Regions from separate parts of the Mus musculus genome. Here all the other regions are linked to region 2. A link is a contact called in public promoter capture Hi-C data. All regions are on one chromosome and are shown on one strand. Each heading gives the region's core, a stretch centred on a gene start, on an enhancer-like site or on the middle of the called end of the contact. The rest is flanking DNA. Distances are from core to core; before and after follow the strand shown. Region 1 holds the start of Shprh (SNF2 histone linker PHD RING helicase). Region 2 holds the start of Fbxo5 (F-box protein 5). Region 3 holds the start of Fbxo30 (F-box protein 30).

Region 1 (4,931 bases), core at 390-2,889, 5.3 Mb before region 2:
GAGATGGGGCCTAGGAGTAGGGAGTCCGATGCTGGTTGCTGAGCCTGGGGGACCAGTCTTGTTTCCTATCCTGTCTGTTTTCTTATCTACCCAGGTGTGAGCAACAAGGTGTGACCAAGCTGCTGCAACAAGAACACCCCACTGTGTCTTCCCATCAGAAGGGATTGGTAATTGGTCACCTCAAGGACAAAACTAACAGGTAAGAAACACTTTAACCATGATCTCATGTATCAAATGCTGTGACAGTTTCACTCATGTTTGGTAGAAATTTTCAGTTAAGAAACAATCCCATTAAAGAAGACAAATTATAATACTATACTTGATGGCCAACAACTAGGAAGACAAACCTCTCACTACATCAGAAATAAATGCCTGTCTCACATGTTAGTTGTATTTAACCCCACACCACTGCTCTTTTAATTCCAATGAGCTTGACAATCCCAAAGCGTTAACAAAACTTCGATCGATCCTTATACAGAGGAGGGAAGAACACACACACACACACACACACACACACACACACACTAGTTTTATGGATTAACAGTGTGATTGGCAGGGAGTATCACTATTCAAAGGTTTGGACCAATTGGAATAGGTGTGGCCTTGTTGCAGTAAGTGTGTGACTGCAAGAGCTGCCTGGAAGCCAGTATTCTGCTAGCAGGCTTCAGATGAAGATGTGGAGTTCTAAGCATCTTCTGCACCATGCCTGCCTGGATGCTGCCATGCTCCCACCTTGATGACAATGGACTGAACCTCAGAACCTGTAAGCCAGTGCCAATTAAATGTCATCCTTTATAAGACTTGCCTTGGTCATGGTGTCTATTCACGGGAGTAAAACCCTAACTGAGACAAAGAGTAAAAGCTTAGACAAAGAATAAAGTGGTGTTAGCGATCATGGGACCTAGGCAAATACAGGAGCAAAGGCAAACACGTAGGAGAAAAACATAGACTTGCCATGATAAATTCAAGCCAAGTGGATTAAAAGGCACCACGGTGAAAAGGCAAGACTGTAAACAATACCGTTCCTCCCACAGGGTACCTTAACCAGAAACCAACATCTTCGTTCACCAACCTAGCGCTACCTGCAGCGTCAAAGTGCACACAATGCACAGGAGCCAGGGCGCTTCTGCAGGCGACTGTAATGCTTGAGAGTTTGCCAGCCTAACTTGGCGGCCTCTGCATCCCTCCCAGCTACCTGTCGTCCCACGCACCGCCAGCCTGCAAGGCAAGTTATCCTCGAAGAAGGAGCCGGAGGGACAGCTCGTGACAGGGCCTCAGCACGCAAGCGTGGGCAGCAAGCACCCGTCCCACGCGAGAAGGGCTCGGCCCACGTCCGGGCTGGGGCCGAGCCGCGGGGCCTCGCAGGGCCGATCACTCCGGATCCCGGAGCTGCGCAGGAGCCCTCGGAGTTTCCCTGACGCGCAGAGCCAGCCTCCCTCCGCCGCGACTCTAACCCCAGAGCCCGCACGCACCCTCACCTACCTCAGCCGCTCTGCAGGCACCTGTCGCCGGGCCCGGCCCTCCTCGCAGGCTGCAGATCCCGGGCCCACAGTCGCCACACTCACCTGCGGGAGTTGCGCATGCGCGCTGCACGCTGGGTGAAGCCTGGCACCCAGGCCGGAAGCCGCCAGCGCCAGCTGAGGAGGCCAGCAGGAGCGCTCGCTCCAGGCGAACGCGCAGGACCAGTCGGGACGCTCCGCCCCTCTTTCCGGTGTTGGCTTCAAAAAGCACCTCTGCGCATGTCCCGTCCCTGAGGTCCCGGTAGAAGACGGTTTAAGTCTCGCGGTGGTTGTGCCTCTCTCTTTTCCCCGCCTCCCGTGGCTTTAGCAAATGCAGGATGGGCGGGGCCCGAAAGAAGGGGCGGGACCTCTTGCCAGAGAGGGCGGGGCTCTTTGCCAGAGCGGTAGGCTTGATGTGAGTTGTGGTTTTCATAAAAAGGCAGAAAGTTACATAAAACGGAATTCACGATGCTGAGCAATTATAATACCCAAACAAATATACAATTAATCCACTAAACCAAAAGAATTCGATCTGCTAAGGAAAAAAAAAAAAAAAAAAAAAAAAGGCAGAGACGATGTCTTCAAAAGGAACTGAGAAAAATGAAGCCAGAGAGAAATTTATTCTTGCCAAGAAAATTACTAAGGCTTTAAATGTTTAAACGTTTTAAGAGAAAAAAAATTATACAGCTATGCTGAAGCAGGCCTCCCAGTATCTTTTCCAAAGGGAGAATTCTATCTTCAGTAGACATAAAAGTCTCTCCTCTGAGGATTTCAATAGTGTGTTTACCAAGTGCTTTGTATGTCCTTCGAATTTTTTTCTGTGGAGTAATTTTTTTTTTTGTTTGTTTGTTTGGTTGTTTTGTAATCACCAGAGCTAATTCCAGGGGAGGAAAAGGTTCGCTTGTTATTTGGCTTTCTGGAAATTCCCTGTTGTGAGACATCTGTTCATGAAAATACTGTGTCTTACCACCTAGTAGATGGTAAATAATCTAATGATAGTACAGACAGGAGAACCGACTTATTGGACACACTCAGATCTTACACGTGAATCCCCACTTTTCATATAACTCAGCTGCCTTGTTTGGAAACAATACAGGTGTGTTGTATCATGTCTAAGCTAGGCTTGGATCCAGTCCATAGTGATAAATATTGCAATTAAGAAAATTTTAATTTTTTTTTCTGGTTTCTGTGTTGTGGTCCAGTAAGTATACATCATGTCTAAACAGAGTATAAATATCAAAATGTTTAAATATTTTGACTGAATTCTCAGCACAGTACCTTTCTCTTGATAGAGGATTTGCTTTGAAGCTGATGGCTGCTCAGTCAAGCTCCTGGCTGGCAGAAGAGGAGGCACCTATAGAAACGTGTTAAAAATAAACACAAGTTCTGGTTTGCAAAGAAAGAGATCACTACTCTATCCGACAAGGCTGAGCCACACAATATGGGTGCTCAGAGCTGAACTCAGATCTTGTGCAAGAGAAGAGTGATCTCATAACCTCTGAGCTCACTCTCCGCTATCTCCCTAGAATGTATTTCTTAAACAAAAAGATGTAACAACCAAAGTGACTCCTTGCTCCATGGCCATGAAAAGAATATCAATCTCACTAGACACCTGCACTGAAGCTTTGGGGTAACTAGGTACATTAACCTAGAAGCAATAATTTGAAAATAATGTATATATTTTTAATTTTCTGAGCAGTGTATCTCAACAATGAGCTCAAAATATTCGGTGAAAACACTTATTAAGCAGATAATCTGCCATCAAGGGGGACGTGCAATACACTTTTTAAGAGCCACAGAACCTTTACAGCTTTAGTATTTACCTCCAACCTAAAGTCAACAGTTGAATTATTTCCCCAGAAGAAAGTCATCCTGTAATTAAAGTTTAAAGCCACTCACCGATTTCTCCTTAGCTGTGGAAGTCCTATAGGCCATGTTCTTCCATAAGAGGTTTGCTTACTCTGTACTGCTCTGCCTTCCCACCCCATAACCAATCTTAGCTCTCTTTCTCCTGATAAAGCTTTACAGTTTCTTCTCCATCATTTACTGTTTCAGTTTATACTTTTAGGTTACAAGGATGCTTTTCCCCCCATAAGCCACATGAGCAAACCATCTGCTAGCGCTCAAGCTCTGCCTCCTGCAAGACACAGTCTCTGGTGGCTGCCTTCTAATTAAGATGTAGAGCTCTCAGCTCCTTCTCCAGCACCATGCCTGTCTGAACACTATCAGGCTTCCTACTATGATGATAATGTACTGAACCGCTGAACCTGTAAGCCAGCCCCAATTAAATGTTTACCTTGTAAATGTTGTCTTGGTCATAGTATCTCTTCACAGGAACGGAAACCCTAAGCCGCCTCCTAAGGCATGTTTTCCCAACTACCTCAGAACTTTAAGCAATGGGAGTATTGCAGATGAATTTTTGATACCTGTGAAAGAATATTTGTGATGCTAATTTGATAGCTACAAGTAAAATATTCTTAATCTTTTCTAAAGGCCTCAAGCATGACATTTATAATTACAAAAATAATGGCATAACACTTTGAGAGTGAATATGATACCCCAAAGGCTTTGAAACAGTATGTTGGTGGAAACTGCTGCTTGGCAGGGAATGGAAGAGCCTTTACAAAGCCACCATCCTGCAGAATAACAGTGCATGCTGACTCTACCACCAGTGTGTTAAGTCAGTTCCCGGGAGACATAGCAAAATTAAATATTAGCTCTATTTCTTTTAGGCCCTGCCAAGTTTCTGGGCTCCTCAGTAGGTTCTTAAATGAGATTAAATGTCTACCAGCCTGAAATACTGAACAACAGTAGTATTTGATTATACCAATCATATCTGCATACCATAACACCTCATCTTAGATTTAAACTCCTTGGAGTTAACTTTAAGCAAGTTTTCTACTGGGAGAAAACACAGTACACTAAAACCTTACACTAAATTGGCAAGGTTGTAATTTTCCTAAGCAAGACCTCCCCCCAAAACATGGGGAAATAAAACCACAAATAGACCAGCAGGAGGACATTAAATTAAAAGGCTTCTGTACAACATAATGCAACAATCAATAGGTCGGGAAATACATGATACTATACTGATTATAGGAAAAAAAGAATTGTCAAGTACAACTCTGACAAGAAGTTAATGCTCACAATATATAAAGAAAAACAACTCAATACCAAAACAACAACAACAAAAAACCCCACAAACAACAAACAAAGCATCCTTAATAATCTTATAGGAAAACTAGATACATGCTTCCAGAAGAATCATATTAGATCCAAACTATCTCCAAATAAAACAAAGAGCTTGATAGGAAACACTGAAACCGCTAGTCAAAAACAAAGACAGTATTCCATAGGACATAGGTATAGAAAAAAAAATGTTCTGAATAGGTCTCCATTTGCCCAAGAAATTAGGCCAAAAGTTGACACATG
Region 2 (4,738 bases), core at 1,178-3,677:
CATCTCTCTGTATATGCAAATAAAAGATAAGGAGTTTCCAAGGTTAAGCAGAGTAGAAACAGGAATGTGTACTATCAAGTTCCAGCAAAGAATATTACTTCCTGGAATAACAGAAGGAACTACTGGACTCTTGCTGAAAGGAACTTGGTTCATTTTGCCCTCAAGAATACTTCCCGATCTCACGAGGATTCAAAAGTTTGTACACTCCTTGACTAGCTCTGAAACCACAGTAAGATCTTAGACTTCTAAGCACAATCGTATAAAGTGAAAATATTGCTAAGATATTTAAGAATGGCAAGCTAATAGTAAGCTTTTTCTTGTCATTCCTCAGCACTGTGACAGGTTCCCACTGCCTCTAAAAGCCAAATCCATTATTGTACACACCAATGGTCTGCATCTAGTGTTATTTCACATTAGGAAGTATATTTCGCATGCACAAAGATCTCCCTGGTACAGCATTTAAAATTATTTGAGACAATTTTTTTTGTTTTGTTTTGTTTTGTTTTTTGAGACAGGGTTTCTCTGTGTAACTCTCTCTGCTGGGGAACTAGGTTTTCTGGCTCCTGTGTGTGTGTGTGTGTGTGTGTGTGTGTGTGCCACCATGCCCGACCACGTAGCATTTTAATATCCATTCAGCAAGACTCCAACTAAAGTTCTTACAATCTACAAATACCACATGATCTAGCTTCTGACTTTTCCGGATGCAAACACACACACACACACACACACACACACACACACACACACACACACACCCCTGTCCCCCTTGCTTGAGCTCTAGGCACTTTTTTTAATGTAGTTCTTTGTGAGGTCAATACAGTTCAAAGTGTCAAACTTAACTGACCATTCAAGATTCTCAACCTATGTCTCTATTAACAGTTCTTTTAACACGTAGTTTAGTATCTTTCATTTACTGAAAATTTTGATTGCCAAATTCCTTCTCATTAGGATATAAACTTCCTTAAAGACAGGGCTCGTGTCTTTTCAGCCTTTTTACTTAGAGGCAAAGTTCTCAGGTACAAAACAGAAATAGCGGTCAAGATTTTGGTAAGCAACACCACCTACATCACTATTTTTTTTGCAACACTCCAAACGTGAAAATGCCAGAAAACTAGGGATAAACAAAAAGAATTTGATAAAAACTGGATCCACCCAACGTTTGTATGACTCAGTCCAATCTTGGTCCCGCTTTACACAGGAGCTGCATGGAACACTAACAGAAAGTCATATGCTCTTGCAGAAAAGCAAGAGGGAAATGGCATATCCTGTAGCTTTACTGCTCTGTAGTCTGAAAAGAAGTTAAGTGTATTGTCACCACTTAGAAATAAATTCAAGACGTGCATGCCCAGCATCATTAGTGGTGCACTATAGCTCACCATCAGACTTAATAATACTTTCACTCTCGCCTTTGATATAAAAATATCCACGCAGCCAGGGCGCTCCACCCCAAAGAGACGGGAGTCTGACTTATTTAGGGGAACAGGTCGGCTGTCGAGCCTAGCCAACGAAGGTTAAGAACACATAAAATAAAATACAAATTAACACTTTTAAGAATTCGTGGTGGTTGAAAACCCAAAAGAATGCAATGGCCAAAGCAGGGCTATACAGAGAAACCCTGTCTCGAACCGGCCCCCCCGCCCCCAACCCAAAAAAAAGAAAAAAAGAATGCAATGGCCAGATCTAAGTTAGGCCGCGCCCTCAGCCTTCGGAAGGCGCCAAGCAAAGGGACGCCGGGGTCCTGCTGCGCGCCATCCCCAGGGCAAGGGCGGTTCTCCGGTCACATGTCCCCCCCAGCTAGTCCGCCCCGCCCGGAGGGAACCGCCAGGCTCCTCGCGCGCAAGCGCCAACCCGCCAACTCCGTAGTGGCGGCCGCGCAATACGCAAGCGCAGGAGCTCCAGGCAGGGGGTGGAGCCAATTTAGGAGGGAGAGTAGAGCGCGCCTAAATCCTAGAGAGGCGGGTCCGGAGCCAGGGGAAGGGCTTGTTTTCCGGAAGGTGTGCACTCAGAGTGGCGGGTTTGCAGCTCTGCAAACTCGCTCGTAACAGACGATGGAGGAAGACTGGGGGCCCGCCTGTGTCCATCACAGACTTTCAGGCAGAAGTCGGAGCTGTCCCCAGGACATGAGGACTCTGGAGAAGCCGGTTCGCGGGATAACGGAGGGGGGGTGCGGGGAGAGGGCAGCATGGCGGGTTTGCGCAGAGGACCAGCCGCCTTCACAGGCCACGCCTACATGGGCGTGCTTGCCAGCTCCATCAGCAACTTTGGGGAGGCGAGGATCTGGGCGTGTGGGAGGAGCCCAGGCTCCAGGGCTGGCTCCGCCCCCGCGCCCTCCTATTGGGCGAGCGAGGGCGTCCTCTCATGCCGCCTGCCTATTGGCACGCTTGTGCAAACGCCGCGCCCCATTGGTCTGTTCTGATTTGGGCACCAAATTCAAAGATTTTAAAAGTACCAGCTGGCGCCTTTTAAGAGCTGCGGCTCGGCGCCTCGTCTGGCCGGCCACCTTTTTCCTGTCGTCGCCGCCACCTCCCCAGCATTGGAGCCCGAGTTTTGCGGCATGAGCCGGCGCACCTGCAGTGACCTGCGCCGGCCGTCCTCCTGTCCCTGCCGTCTTGGCGCGCGGACTACCGTGGACGGTGAGTGTGAGGCGGGCATCGTGGGAATCCTTTCTCTGTGGCGGCAGCCTCAGAAACTGGGTGCTTGCAGATCACGGTGTTCCGGGCCTCAGGCGACCTATTTGGGCCCGGGACTGGGAGGAAGGCGCGGAGCAAGGGTGGCTGGTGCAGAGTGGGACAGATGTGGTCGGCCTTGTACGGGGTCCTACTATTCCATCCCACCCCGAGACCCTGCACTGGGGACGTGCAAGGTAGTGGCTTCTGCGCGCCGCATTCCACCCCACCCCCTGCCTGGGCGCCAAATGCCCCCTCCTCTCCCCTCCTCAACTCATGCTCGAGCTGTGACAGGACTGTGGGACTCCAAGCTGGCCAGATGGCCCCATCTCTAGCCTCTACGCCCCCCATTTCACAACTCATCTATCTCACATCCATACTCAGTCTCCGTAACTTTTTGCCCTCAGAGCCCTGGCTGGAGAGCGCGGGAGATTGAGCTCCGCGCTTATCTCCCGCCTTCCCTCGTGCACCGCGCCCTCGGGGCACCTCCCACCACCGACCCCCTCAGCATTTCTAGGGGCTCCTTCTCAGCTCCCGCCAAATGTAAAGGACCCCCCAGCCCCCGCCTGCCCACTGTACCAAATGGAAAAAGTTTTTTTTTTCCTCCCCTGTTTTGCTGCTTCTCAGTAAGTCTCAAGGCCTGGAGTCAGCAGGGCCTTTTAAAAAGCGCCCTTTTTCCTCCAAAACGGTGAGTTTGCCTGTAGTGTTTAGCTGATGAAAGAATCGAGGAGGGATTGTTTAATTTTCGGGTGTTTTGAAGAATTAATGGTCACTTTTTCCAACGTTTAGGTGAGCAGAGAGAATCAATTGTTTATTTTCTTATTAATTTTTTATCTTTCTTGGCATCTCAATGAAAGATGCATCGGTTCTATCGTAGAAAATTTCCAACTGAAGGAAGAGGTAATTCATTCTCTCTCTCTCTCTCTCTATATATATATATATATCCTCAATAATCTTTCTTCATCAGAAAAGGAATTAAGTCTTGAAGAGAAGAAAGTACTAGCTTAGCAGAATGTGTCTGTAAAAGAGTACCCGAGTCTCCGTTAGAAAATAAGAAATTTAATGGTTTACGAAGGGATTCTTTTGCTCAGCTTTCCTCCTCAGGAAATGCTTGCTGCCCCCAACTCCCCTCCCCCACTGGGTTTACAGCCTTGAAGAAACCTTAAAAAATAATTAGAACATTTAAATATTTTTCAAAGTAGACTTAAAGGTTTTCTCTTGGCTTATACTTTCAATCACCTTTCCTCACCCTTGCACAAAGAAGGGATGGTGTTTGACCTTGGCCACATGGCTGGGGACTGAGACTGAAACCTAGTTAACATATGGAAGAGCTAAGACTTTAAGGCCAGCTTTCATTACAGTCTTTAATCTGGAGTGTAAAGCCTGTGTTTATAAGTTAAATGAAAGGCCAGACTTGGTGCACTTTAGCTCTCCACCTTTCCCCCATCCCGTGATTGGCTGAGGGGTGCTAATGTGAGTTCTAAAACATTGAAATATTTTTCGTTTTATCTGTAAGTTCATTTAAGGACAGCCCCCTCCCCAAAACCTAATAGAATAAGCTGGTCAGAAAGCTCCGCAGAGATTCTTTCATTTGAAGTTTTGCCTCCTCATTTGTGCTTTTGTGGAATTTATCTTGATTTTCAGTGTAAGAAATGCCAGCAAGTTTGCCTTTTTGTGATTTAACTAGATAAACAGATGCTTTTAATTAGATCATCCATTTAATCCAGTTTTGTTTTCTTCCCCATTTTGTGGGTGGGAAAACTGAGGCCAAGTTTTTGCCATTAAGTGGATATCAGATGAAAATAGCAAGACTAGATATGTACCCCACATTTGTTTGATTGGGGGAGTATGGAATTCCTTAATCTGCCTTTGTGTCTACCTAACATGAACATAATATAAAATATTTCTTACTGTTTTGGAGCACTTAGAAATTGAAATCTCTTGCTCTCAGATGGATTTAGCTGTGTGTGTGTTAAGGTCCAGACTCTTATCTTCTGATACTTCTCTCTAATTTAGAAAACAGAGTCCTGTAGTCTGGAGAAGTTTAAAAGAAAAAATACTTAAAAATCAAA
Region 3 (4,801 bases), core at 1,448-3,947, 5.5 Mb before region 2:
CACTGTCCGATGCTCAGCTAGCTTTCCTAAATAGTCCAGGGCCATCTACCTAGGGATGGGACTGCCCACAGAGGGCTAGGTCCTCCTACATCAATTAAAGACAGTCCAGCACCGACAGCCTCACAGGCCAGAATGACCTAGGCAATTCCTCAATTGAGGCTTCTTCTCTCAGACTCAAGGTTTTGTCAACTTGACAACTGAGGCTAACCAGGCACATGGCTAAACAAGTTATATTCTAATTATTTTATTAAACTTTGCTTCTGGTTTTATATAAAAATGAGCTAACGAGATGGAAATTTATGTTCATGTTCTTATCCCTCCAGATGTAATATAATCAAAACAAACAGCTGTCATTTCTAAACCTGGTCATGGTTAAAAATTTTTAAATAAAAGTTTTAACTACTCACAATTTTCTCCCCTAAATACACAAATGAAAAAAAAATCATGGACTTGGATCAGAAATTAAATGATACTCAGATGAGAACCTATTTAAATGAATACATAGATGGAACCAGATCTAGTCAAGCGGCAGGAAGGACTCAGTCTAAGATGGCAAGAAGAGGCTTCCAGGAAGCCTCAGCTTTTGACTTTGAGGCAATTATTGGACCTAGAAAGCAATACTGAATTTCTGAAAGTTTATTACAGTTATTTCTGTGTTCAACAGTAAATATAGTTACTCACAAATGGAGTCACTCTGCTTTACACAATAGCCAGATTTATATACAACTACTTTTAAATGTTACTTAAATTTATAAAGTTTACTGTTATATGAGGAACCACTCTACCCAGTGCTAACATTAACCATTCTGTTAAAAAAAAAAAAAAAAAAAAAAAAAGACAAACCAAAAAAAAACAAAAAACAAAAACAAAAAACCCAACCTATTTTGTTTAAAAAAAAAAAAAAACCCACATTTTGAGGGAGGTGTATTCAGACTAACATTTTCCTATTCATATAGGAACTACTTCAAGCTGACCCTCTTCTATCCCATCGTAACTAATATGAAATGTAATATTTATTCAGCCTTTTAAACTTACAATTCTTATCACTGAATACATAAATGCAAAAATATTCTCCAGGAAAATGCCCAGCAAGAGTAATTCCTTTTATTAAATAAACAGCAGTTTTAAAATCTTATTTAGAAGATTATCCAAGCGTTAGATTTTAGAAACATGCTATATCAAACAGTAAACACATTAACTAAAGCCTGTTTGTCTGCCCTTAAAGCACCTCTCAAGCCATATGGGAAGTGTTAGCAATTATTTTATGCAATATTACTTTTAAAAGAATATTTTATTTAAGTATTTTATATTTTAAGACAAAAAATAAACAAAAAACCCTTTAAACCTAAATCTAAACATTCAGAAATATTAGAGTTCCAGTTTTCTTATATCATTCATAAAACACCTACTATTTCTAGAATCACACACACACACACACAAAAGCTTATGTCCCTATGTTAAGTATCGGGTATAAACTGGTGATCTAAGAAGTTAGCAAAACATGTTGTCCTCAACTAAACTACTACAGCAAGAAACAGTGACTAAGCATAAAGAAGAGTGATTCAACGAAACTGTATGCTTTAGAAAAATCAAACAGGGATACTTCATGGTATCCTTTGTCTCTTTGTCAGTCAACACAGGATTGTTTGGGAAAACTAACATAAAAGCGTGCAGAGCGTGTTAATGTAACTTACTTTGCCTGAAATTTAGCAGGGAACAAATAAAAAAAAGAACCTCAGAAACTTTTTGAGACTTCGTTTTAAAAACGTTAACCCTCTTTGATACCAGAATGCCCGTAAATAACTTCATCTTGGATCACAGTCAACAAAGCAATCATGGAAGAAAAGGTCAATTCCTTCCCAAGCATCTATTTTATCCGGGATTTACCACGGGACTCAAAGAAGGGAGAGGGGAGCAGGAGAAACGCGGCAAACACAGGCCTCCGTCGAGGTTAAAATGTAATCCCCGAGTGACTTTGAATCCGCCGTGCGTTCCCTGTCCTGCTTCCAATCTGGGACTCCACGAGCTGGAACCCAGGAACTTGGGGGGGGGGGGGGTGATCCCTAAGTCTCGCTTTAACCAGGGCCACAGCTAAGCCTCCGCGCCTCTCACTTCCATGAATGGAAAAGTTACCAACTTCGCTTATCCCGCGGAGACACTTGGAGATGCCTCGCCGTCCTTTAACCCGTTTGCGCCCAAACTCCTCAAGTCCCTACGAGGCAGAGGGTGCGAGCCACGCATTCCGGGGTCCCCCGGGGCTCCTCTGCGCTCAGTGGGGGTGGGGGCGGAGGTGGGGGTCTCACCCGGTTCCGCGTCCCCGGGGGTCGGGGCGCCATTTGCCGGGAGCCTCAAGGGCAGGCCACACGGGCGGCCGGGCGCGACCCGGACGGGGCCAGCCGGACGGAAGCCTCTGAACTGCGCCGACTCCACCGGCCCCGCCGCCCCCGGGGCCCGCGCCGTCCGGGCCGCTGCCCGCCCGCCCGCCCGCGTCCCCGCGCCAGCCTCCCGCGGCCTCGCCACACTCACCAGCCCGCGCGGGCCGAAGCGCCGCTCAAACCCTGGCTTCTCTGGCCTTAGCGCCCGGCGGCTCCGCAGCGTCCCCGCACCGGACCGGACCACGCACGGGGCCCGTCCCGTCCCAATCCTCTGCGCCTCCGCCCTGCCCGGACCGCCGCCTTTTCTCCTCGGCCTCCAACCGCCACCGCCCTCCTCGCGCGCCCCGCCCCGCCCCGCTGCGCCCCGCCCCCCGGCCCGGCAGCGGGTGAGCGGGCACGCGCACGCACAGCGGGCGAGGATGCGCACGCTGTCCTGTGCCGGTCAGGCCGAGCGCAGAGAACCCACGGGGCAGCCTCTCCCTTGGTGCTCCCTGCCGGGTCCGCCTTTCGCGCCTTTGCTTTTTGTTTGTTTTTGGAAGGACTCTCCGAGCCCCTGTGGCACTGTGGAGGACGCAGGCCCAGGAGCGCGACCCGTCCTCCTAGCGCGCACTCGCAGGAAATAGGTCAGCCCCCGTTGTCGGTGGTAACTGCCACCACCTCACGTGCCCGAGCCCTGTGACTCGGTGACCGCTCTGCTCTGTGACCCGTTTCCCCTTGTAAGGGCTCTGCTGCTCGTCAGCCCGCGGCGGGCGGCTTCGGTGGGGCGAGCCACGCGGCCTCCAGAGGGCGCGGCGCGGCTTCTGGGAAACGTCTTAGGGCCGGAGCTTTCCCGTGGCCATCCAGGGCTACACACCCCGCGTGTAGGCGTCCCCGTTACTACCGCCAGGCCCGGGCGTGAGGCTGAGGGACGGTGATGTCACCGACGCCCACCCCGTCTGGAGGCCTCCTGCCAACTCCCACCTCAAAGCCACCGTGAAGGAGCCTTGGCCCTGGCTGGCGGAGGGGCGGAGGTGAGAAAACCCCCTTGGGTGGCCGTTCTGGTGACTGCAGTTTTACTCCCCAGCTGTTGGAAACGGTGGCTCACGAGAGTCACCGTCCTTCACCTTAAAAACCAGCACTTTCATACAACTACACAAAACCCTGGGGAGCTTAAGACTGAGCACACTGTAAAGGTCAGGGGTTTGGTTTGGTTTAATGAAGACATTCAGATTTTTGAAATATTTAGTGCTTATATGTGGGGTGCTTAGGACGCTGTATTTTTTTTTTTTTTTTTTTTTTTTTTTTTTTTTGCCTGCTTTGGCTGTAGGAGGTAGGCGCTTTTCGGTCAGCCCAGAGCGTGAGACCCAAAGGGGCCAGGTAAGAAAAGTGAAGCAGACAGATGAAATGGTGGGAGAGTTGCTTGTGCATGACAGGTGGTCGCGATTGAGTCACACATCCTTCCATTACATCCCCTTCCGCAAAATAAGGGGACTGCGGCAGGGAATCCCAAAGGCTCTCTACAGCTTCAACATTCCCATACTGATTGATTGTACTTTGGGGCTTTCTGCCTCTCTAAATCACCTAGTTGACACTAGGTCATCTCCCACCTCAAGCTGAGTAGGAGTCAGGGCAAACAGAAGCCTCTGCTCTTCCATAAGTGGCAACCAGAGACTACCAGGAATCAAAGGTCTTCAAAGATGTCCTCGGAAGTATATGTGGACTTTGGGCTAGACTTGTGGAACAAAACTACCATTTATGTGGCTTAGCCACCCAGAAAGCAACAGGTACTTTGGCAATTTAAAATAAACAAATAAGCAGTAGCAGGTTTGACCTGTCTGCTCTCTTTAAAGAGAGGAGCACAACCCCCCTACCACGTTCTTAAATTAGTCTTGCATCGGCTTAGGAAGAATACGTACCCTATTTTTTTTCTAGAGGTCAATTTCATGGTGGGATGCTATAAAAACTATGGGACGGGAAGGTTGGTAAAGTTTTTGCTGAGCAAGCAAGAGAACCTGAGTTCCATCCCCAGCAGCTATGTAAAAAGCCAGGTGGAGTGGTGGTTATGAGTGCTTCCCAGGGCCCTTTCTCAAAAAGTAGGTTAGATGGTTCCTGAGGAATGGACCTAGGGTTGGTCCTTGGCTTCACATACATACACAAAACTAGCTAAAATAAGACCACAGTCATAAAGCCTGCAGGCAAGACTGAACTATAAGAGATAGGAGTTTTCAGAGAAAATTGAATTGGCTAAACAAATCCTGACAAATTGTTTTTCCATTTATTCAGTGTCAAGGCTAATAGCACCTTTAATTTGAAAAGGTTTTCTTGCCCAGTTAGACCACCAGCCTGTATTTGGAAAGCCTGAGGCTAAAGCAATGGAAAAGTCAAGAGTAAAATTTAAGTCATGTGCTAATTAAGGAAAGCACCTTTGGCTAGAGACAAGTGTGAGT

Evidence for each region. Promoter capture Hi-C pulls out the DNA fragments that hold promoters and counts their contacts.
Region 1: a contact with region 2 is called in a promoter capture Hi-C map of pre-B cells. The contact joins the promoter of Shprh here to the promoter of Fbxo5 in region 2. A contact is called at or near these places in 2 of 39 promoter capture datasets (liver and pre-B cells) and 5 of 484 Hi-C or Micro-C datasets (CD4 T cells, CD8 T cells, liver and 1 more).
Region 3: a contact with region 2 is called in a promoter capture Hi-C map of pre-B cells. The contact joins the promoter of Fbxo30 here to the promoter of Fbxo5 in region 2. A contact is called at or near these places in 3 of 39 promoter capture datasets (cranial neural crest, liver and pre-B cells).

What each region holds. Positions count from the first base shown.
Region 1 is chr10:11,146,138-11,151,068 of GRCm38.p6, reverse strand. It overlaps Shprh (SNF2 histone linker PHD RING helicase), which reads right to left and starts at 1,639. Exons shown (of 30, transcript NM_001077707.1): 1 at 1,483-1,639.
Region 2 is chr10:5,803,154-5,807,891 of GRCm38.p6, reverse strand. It overlaps Fbxo5 (F-box protein 5), which reads left to right and starts at 2,427. Exons shown (of 5, transcript NM_025995.2): 1 at 2,427-2,633. The coding sequence starts at 2,555.
Region 3 is chr10:11,279,226-11,284,026 of GRCm38.p6, reverse strand. It overlaps Fbxo30 (F-box protein 30), which reads right to left and starts at 2,697. Exons shown (of 3, transcript NM_027968.3): 1 at 2,527-2,697.